Linked DNA regions of Pan troglodytes: region 2 is linked to region 1. Evidence: chromatin contacts called from public Hi-C data. All regions are on one chromosome and are shown on one strand. The core of a region is the stretch at or near the end of the contact, and the rest is flanking DNA. Distances in the headings are between cores, read along the strand shown.

Region 1 (4,047 bases), core at 102-2,601:
GAGAGATTCTGGCCACTGCTGGGTCTCCCAAATGCCAGCGATGACCTATATGACTCACCAGGTCTGGGAACCAATGAAGGGTTCATTTTGTTTCTTTTTGCTTAAGCCAATTTAGAAAGCATTGGGGCTTCTATCAAAGAAGTCCTCAGTCTCACTGTTGCAGTGACCAATTAATTAATAATTAATATCTGCATTGTATGTACTTTTTTTTTTTTTTTTGAGACAGAGTCTCGCTCAGTCCCCCAGGCTGGAGTGCAGTGGCGCGATCTCAGCTCACTGCAACCTCCGCCTCCCAGGTTCAAGTGATTCTCCTGCCTCAGCCTCCAGAGTAGCTGGGATTACAGGCACGTGTCACCACGCCCGGCTAATATTTGTATTTTTAGTTGAGACAGTTTCACCATGTTGGCCAGGCTGGTCTCGAACTCCTGACCTCAAGTGATCCTCCCACCTCAGCCTCCCAAAGTGCTGGGATTACAGGCATGAGCCACCGCACCTGAACCTACTATGGATCTCTCTGATCCTGACCCCTATGGAACTCTCCCTCCTCCTGGCCTCTTCATGCCTACGACGCACCACTCTGGCCCACACACAGTGCAGCTCAGCTCTTCCTCCCATATTTCGAATCCACCAAAGCAAAGATCTCAAAGGCGGCACATCTTATGGGTCTATTCACTGTGTGAGTGCAGGAGCATCTGTTTGACCAGACTCACTACCAGGTGCCAAGTGCAGTTACAGAGAGGAGGAAGTCTCCATTTCTGAGCCGTGGGTGCTTGTACAATCCAGGCAGGCAAGACACACACTGAACCCTGGTGACTCCAGGGTCACTTCTACATCCCTGGCTCCTGCCACCGTGGCTGCCCACAGGACAGGCTCAGCAAATGGGTTTTGAACTGTGCTCAACAGCTAAGACAGAAAGTGACAAAGCAATTCAAAAGCAAGAGTGTTTGCATCTTGCCAGACGGGGTGATTCAAAGAAACATCATTGGAGCTGACACTTCTTGGGAGTTTTGGTAGGCAGGGATATCACAACAAGCGAGAAAAAGCACAGGGAGAGAAAACTCCAGGCTTATTGTCCCAAGACTGCAGCACAGAGAGGCGAGATTGGTTATTGCTGGCGGATGAACTGACTCATTGGTTTTTTTTTCATTCGCTCATTCCTTCATTCATTCAAGCGCGTACGCAAGAATGCACTTAGTTAATCCAACAAGTATTTATTCAGTGCCTGAGTCATCTCTGGCATATGGTAGTTGCTCAATGAATGAATAAGCTTCTATTTTGTGCCTGCTGTGCTCTTAAGTGGGAGGGACGCATTCATGAATAACACAGACCTAGGCAGAGTCCTTGCCATCACAAAGCCTGCAATCTAGCAGCTTCTTCACAAATATTTATTCAGTGCCTACTATGAGCCAGGCCCTCTTCTAGATGCTGGGAACAGGCAGTGAACAGGACGGACAAGGTCACTGCTTTCCTGGAGCTGACATTATAGCAGTTGGAGAGGACCCCACTCACAGTTCCTCCTTTCGTTTGTTCTGTTCATCCAAAGTTGGAGGGAAGTGCTGTCCACACTGGGACGATTCCAAAGGGGGAGGAATCTTTGCTTGGGGATGGTTCTATTTTTCTGTATAGCCATTTCATAGTATCAAGAAGGTGAATGTGCCTTCCCACAAGGAAAATACTAAACAAAACAAAAAACAACCCAAAAAAACAACCACAAGAGAGAAGCAACATTGAATTGGTTAACAGAAAGGGAATATTTGGATTCTGGCTCAAACATCAAGGTTGAGATGCATTTCAGGGCCCCTCATCAGTTTCTCATAAAACATGCCACCAGAATGGAATTTTATCAGAGTTTGCTATTGTTTAATATGCCTTGAAAGAGTTTTTGTCTTCAAGGAGCCATTCTGGAAAGCTGACACTTGAGTGGGGAGTGAGAACCTCTTGGCTATGAAGCTCAGCAGGTCTTGAAACCCCGGGGGGAAGTGCCCCTTCTCCCTCCCTCTCCTTTTCAGTTCAGCAAGTAGCTCAGCCTCATGTAAGAGAAAAATAAAAAGATACTAGTTCAATCAAAGTAAAACTGTCACACGCTATCCTGCCCTTTTCAATATGTAAATAGTTGTGCTCTCAAATTTCAGGACCTGATGGGAGATTCTGCCAGACATTCCCTTCCAGGAGGCCCAAGAGAAGAGGCTGGAACTGTTAGAACTCTAAAAGCCAACAAACCCAAGAAAAAAAACTGTAGGTCTCTGGGTCTCCACATGCCCATGGGATTTGCCTGAGCTGAGGCAACCATAGCCACCTGTGCCACCAGCTGCCCCCTCCTCTAGCATCCTCATGCCCGACATTGAGCAACTGTGTGCTTCAGGCATGGTGCTGGGTGCTGGGGAGGCAAAGATTGTCAAGATAGAGTTCCTCTTCTGGATTATGTCACAGGGGAGAAAGACAAGTCCATTTATTCATGCACGCATTTAAAAGTGAAGCACCAATCATATTCAGGCCTCGGATGCAGAGCAAATAAACGACCCGCTCCAGCAACTTGGGACAAGTGCTTGGTCAGCACACAGGACCTCCATGGTAGCACAAGGGAGAGAGTGAGGGCATGATCCTGCCCCAGCTGCCTGGAGGCTGCACCCCCAGAGAAGCATGTTCAAAGCACAGAGCTCCTTCCCACTCCCCTCCAGGTCTGTGAACAGAGGGCAGGACCTGCCACCCCCACAGGCACCATGGAGGGAAAGTGTCTGTCATTCCCCAGGAAATGATAAAACTGAATTTCCAAATGCCCTGTTATTCCTACAGTTAGTAATTGGAACCCCCAAAGCCCAGCAAAGGTGGAATCTTTCCTGTTTGGGGGCTGGCAAGAAGGAGGGCTAAAGGAATTCCAGGCAAAGGAAGGAGAATGAACAAAGAGCAAGAAATCAAGAGACCCTCTTGATCCCAGGAATGGCCCAAGGTGCAGCTCAGAATCACAGCAGTAGAAACCTGAGATGGGAGTGTGGGCGGCCAGAGCGGGAGAGGTCTGTGGGGCTCAAACCACGCCAAGGAGACAGGAGCTATAGAGGGATTTAAAGAAGGAGAACCATACAATGTAATTCATTTTTTGGGGGGGCGGAGGCAGAGGATAGGATGGAATTGGGGTGGGCGAGACTTTTAGCAAGGCAGCAGTTGGCAGCTGTAATAATCCAGAGAAGAGAAGTGGGCGCATGTAATAGTGAAGAGGAGACAAGGACCAAAGGAGCTAAAGGAAAAAGCATCATAGTTTGTGCATGGGACTGGATGTCAGGATGACATTTGACTGGATGTCAAATTCCACTCCCTCCACCAAGTTTTCCATGCATCGGTTTAGAGGCGTCCTGCCCAGAAACACAGCCTGTGCACCTGGGATTGCAGCTCCCCGCACAGCACGGTGTCTCTGGAGCTCTTACGTGTCATACCACGGTTGGTTCCCTGAGCTGCAGGGATGTCTAAGCCACAGCTGCCTGTGGAGGGACCAATTTACCTCCTAGGGGCTGCAGGGTATTTGCCACAGCCCCAGGACACACCCGGCTTGGGTCTGATCCACAAAAACCCCGCTTTGCAAGGCAGATGGTCCCTTGTTGACTGCAGATGTATCCAGGTGCCTCCTAGAAAGGAAAGGACTCCTTCTTTCCCCCGTTCTCAACTGCTCAGCAAATGCCCCAATAAACCAGAGCCAAAAGGATTCAGGGTGACATTTCCCACTGAAGAATTGCTCTGAATCACGAAAATAATTCTCCTTTCTGCTTGTAGAAATCCCAGAGCAGATGCAAACCCTCCTGAAGGGTGCAGATGAATTCCTTGCAGGCTCTCTGTTTGCACGTGGGCAGACAGATCAACATTTTTTTATTCTAAGTGAGGAAATTCGAAGCTTTCCACTTTTTTTGAATCCGTCATTCCTTTGGCTGGGCTGACTTGACCTGTTACCACAGTTAGTTCTCCAGTTTGAACTTCAAACAATACAAAAAAAAGGGGAAGTTGGTGGTGTGAAGACTTCTCGTCATGTGAAACGTCTTGAAAGCATCCTCAAGTGAGAAA
Region 2 (4,241 bases), core at 282-2,781, 140 kb after region 1:
GATATGCACGGTGAGCAGGCAAAGTTCCAATGAGCTCTTGCCACCTGCCAAGCCCATCTGCTACAAACACACTGGCAGCCAGGAAGTCACACATTATAACCCTATAGGATTCCTAAAAAGTGCCAACAGTCTTCTTGAGGAGTAAGAGGGTAAAGGGATGGAGAGAGGGCCTATCATGCCTTACCCTGGGAAGATATGTGACCAGGCTCCTGTTAGATGAGTCAGGTCAGCTCAGACTTCTGGGGTGCATCAAAGAGGTGTTGGAAAACCACTAAAAATCATGAAGTGCACAATGGAAGCATGAAATTAACCAGAATCAGAGACTTGACTCAAGAGGTCCTTTGAAGGCATTTTCCAAAGACAATGGAAAGATAGTAAATAATCCCCAATCAATAAGTAATTTCAACCACACTGTACTGATCTGTAAGTAATCTCTTTGTGACCACGCAGGACAATTTTCAGGGAGAAGTCTGAATCCCCATCCCATGACAGCCTACCAGGTTAGGAAAAGACACAAGCTATTTTAGCCCCTTGATCTGGCTGGAAAACCATGGCGCAGGCTACTTGCTGAGCTCTGTAACTTAGTGGCAAGCTGACAGAAGGCCCGAGATTCCCCAACATTTTGTTCCATCCTCTCTGCCATTTGAAAATTCTCTTTCTCAAAAAAGATAAAAGTCTACTTAGGAAAACAAGAGCAGAGGCAGAATGAATTGAGAAGGGGATGCCAAAAGACAGAACTTACTTTGCAAAGCGACAGTGTCTAGCGTCTCCACAGACTACTCACACATTCAATTCACTCCAAAGGTAATTTATACTTCACGAAAGAGTTTCCAGTGTTGTAGTAATGGTAGATAAGAGCTGTCAGGCCTTAAGTAACAGCCTATTTTAATGCCTGGAGAGAAAAATACAACTTGCACGCATTTATGGAAATGTACAAAGGTACAGGAAACCGACCCTTGCCTCCATCCCATTCTAACAAATGCAGTAGGCAGGAAGTCCTCCACACCAAAGAAAGATGCTATCAGCACGTCCACTTGCATAGGAATACAAATACAATTATTTCTTTAACAAAGAAAACTAATGACAGTAGGCATACATCCTACTGGGCATTAAGTATTTTGTTACATACAGTTAACACCTATTTGAATTGGGTACCATAGCACTTAATTGTTTTGTTCTATGCATAGCAAAGCAACCAACTGAATCTAATATTAGTCATTCATCAGCTGATAAAACATTTTCAGAGAAACAAACTGCTACATTTTCCCCTCAAAGAACAGCAAGCATTTTAAACACATTTTCCCAGAGATGTTATGCTGAGGAAAACAGCTTAGAAATGTTACTTTAAACAAATCCCTTCTCTGGCTACCAACAAAAAGACGAATTGGAACAAATGCTTGGCTCTGTTCTTTCCAAGCCTCCTTCTGTCCACCTGTCAAAGGCTGCCGTGACCCCACCGACCCAAAAGGCAGCCTCTGGAGCTCTGAAATGTGTCACCCTGCACGGACGCCCTCTGCACTGTATGCCAGCATTCTCATTAAGGATTATCCAACTCAGTTGCAGGAGGGAGAGACAAGATGGGCTGGCTGCCAGGAATTCTTTCAACACAGATTCTGAAAGAATATCCTCCCAAGTGCCGAAAGCCCAGATTTTCAGCAGTTCACTTTCTACATTCTGTTACATAGCAACCATGCCAGCTCACAGGGGGTACCAACCAAGTTAATATTTTGTTTAAATGACACACTGCATTAACCTGCTAGGAAAACCCAAATTTTCTTCATCAAAAGGGGATACCAACCTACCTACTGCTCGTTGTCATCCCTGGAACAAAACAGCCAATGATGGATTGATGAGTTTGCTTCATTCATTTAAAAAAAGAATTTAAAAAACAAAAACAAAAACATTTGAAAATGAATCTAACAGTCTCTTGGCAGAGGAAGCAAAAGGTGACTCTTTCCCAAAACCATTTGTACTAATATTGTTAAAGTTACATTAGCATGCATTTAATATGTGCATAATGCCCTTTCGTTAAAAGATGACTTACACGGTTGCATTTTGAAATGCAAAGATACTCGTTTTATTCAAAACCTTGATTTGAAAACTGATAACTCAATGCCACTTAAACACTCTTAGGGTCTGGGCCCATTGAACTGCACCAACACAGACAAAATGAAAACACAAGACTAATTTGGAAGAACAGTCAGAAACCCTGAGGAGCTGAGCCTCTGGGAGCCTCCCCGGAGGTGTATTACGAAGAATCAAGTGGAACCCAATCAATTGCACTTTAAAATTAACTTGTGTGAGAACTCAAGGCTTCTTTTTAGGATAATGAAAGCAATGGCAAAAGAAACTACCAGACCACCTCTGCAGAGGGTTTCTGTGCTAGCAGGATGCTGCCACAGGCTATGAAAAAAACAAAAACAAACAAAAACAACTCCCGCCCCCATCCAAAAAAAAAAAAATCCTCAAAACTTACAGAGGCTAAATAATGTATCAAGTACTGTTGCTACAGACAAGTAAATGATACCCCACTGAACTTATACGGGGGCTTGTTTTCTTTTCAACCATCACATCTGTTTCAATGCATATCAGTTTAGACGGTTATGTGGCCAGCAATCAAGTAGAGTTTAAACCTTTTAACATTTTATTTTCTGATTATAAAAATCACAAAGTGCCCCTAGTAAAGATTTTGAGACATACCAATGTACAAAGAGGAGAAATCAAGACCACCCTTCATCCTACCACCCACAGCCAGCCACTGACATGGGCAGGCACAGTCCTGAGAGCGTATAGGAGCTGCTGGTTTTATGTGTTTTTAAGGATATCCAAGAGATCCAAAAGCCATTTTCATTTCCACAGCCCTGTGCGTTTGTGTAGGAAAAAAGAACAAGGAATCAGCCCCCTGTTGCTCCACTACAACAATTTAACCATCCGCGAGTATGTCAGTTTCCAAGTTGAGCATGTGGACATCATTACTGCATTGACTGCCTTAGCCTGCCCAGTCTACAACCAGACCCAGGACTCAGATAAAAAGCCACTTAACTTTTCCTTCGTGGAGAAAGGGGCAGACGGTGGGAAATAAACGAGCATTGTTCAGTGTCCTTTACTATACAGCTTTTGATTCTTAGCAAAATGCCAGTTCTTAGCTATTTCTTTAATGTTAGCAGAGCCTCTGCCTATAAAAAGTGAAGCATTACCTTGCAGTCTGTCTTTTTTTTTTTTTTTTTGCACAGGTTCCAATGGAGAATGTTCTTTCGCACACAATGACATTGCGAGGATGACAAGAATAACCACATGTCAAGCTTGCAGCAAGCACTAGGACCACAACACCTTCTCACCATTACGTCATGGCTACTTCCTTACCAAAGTACTCCCCCCAATTCCTAAGACTTCCAACAGGCTCCGGGAGTACCAAGTTAAGATCTGACTTGGAATTCGACATAAAACTGCACGTGGGCAGGCTTCACATCTCACCTCAAAGAAAGCACACCTTCCCAGGAAGATAAGGTGGAAACAGAGACTGATGGAGAGAACCAGATTCTTAGGAAAACAGACTCTCTCAACCCTCAAGAGAAGCTCTTGAAATGACAACAGAACCAGAAAATCATTTTGAGCCACTGAGCAATTGGTACCTTGCACTTCAAGTGACATATTTAGACAAGTGGCCCTCATGGACTGGAGATTTTTTTCTGTCCTGTTCTGGATTTCAGCAGTTTAATTTGCAATTCAAATGATATTAATAACCAGTGATACTGTTTCTTAAAGGGCAATTAGGCAAAAAGAAAAAAAAATCCCCCAAAGCCTGCTTACCCTTTTACTTTCTAAGTCACAGAAACCAAACAGTACATTTTAGGGAATGCCCCATCCGCCTTTATGTCTTGCAGGGGGTTTCAGAGCTTAATCTCCGTCAATGTGAACACAAACCAACTGTCTTTTTCTTCCTCTTCTCTAAACCGCAGAGTCCCTTCAAACGGGCTCCCTGCAGCCCACCACCCTAAGCCTTCATTTCTCTACCGCTCAACCTTTGAGGTCTACAGTATCCCCCTGGAAAGTGCTCTCGGTGTTTATATTTGCGGAAATTTAAACTCCCTGCTGAGCTGAGCATCTACTGTTGCATCTATAGATTCCAATGCCTGAGAGACCTCAAATGAGAAGAAAATAAAGTCCAGATGCAACTGAGCCAAGGGATTTGGCATCCGCGGAGAAAAGTGCACAGCAGTGCAATCCTCTATCCCAACCAC

What was found. Hi-C and Micro-C count contacts between places; a contact is called where the count stands out from the background.
Region 2: a Hi-C map of stem cell-derived neural progenitor cells shows a contact between it and region 1, with 4 times the contacts expected there. The contact joins two enhancer-like sites. A contact is called at or near these places in 1 of 7 Hi-C or Micro-C datasets (stem cell-derived neural progenitor cells) and 1 of 1 datasets of contacts at active chromatin or transcription factors (stem cell-derived excitatory neurons).

Annotation. Positions count from the first base shown.
Region 1 is chr1:216,461,155-216,465,201 of NHGRI_mPanTro3-v2.0_pri, forward strand. The region is part of intron 3 of KAZN (kazrin, periplakin interacting protein); the gene reads right to left. Among named protein-coding and RNA genes, the nearest start is that of TMEM51, 410 kb to the left of the region's middle. Within about 2 kb of position 1,352, at least 6 of the 24 cell types and tissues checked have an H3K27ac peak or open chromatin away from gene starts, as enhancers often do. A contact at or near this core is called in stem cell-derived neural progenitor cells, where this site is marked.
Region 2 is chr1:216,600,945-216,605,185 of NHGRI_mPanTro3-v2.0_pri, forward strand. The region is part of intron 3 of KAZN (kazrin, periplakin interacting protein); the gene reads right to left. Among named protein-coding and RNA genes, the nearest start is that of TMEM51, 550 kb to the left of the region's middle. Within about 2 kb of position 1,532, at least 6 of the 24 cell types and tissues checked have an H3K27ac peak or open chromatin away from gene starts, as enhancers often do. A contact at or near this core is called in stem cell-derived neural progenitor cells, where this site is marked.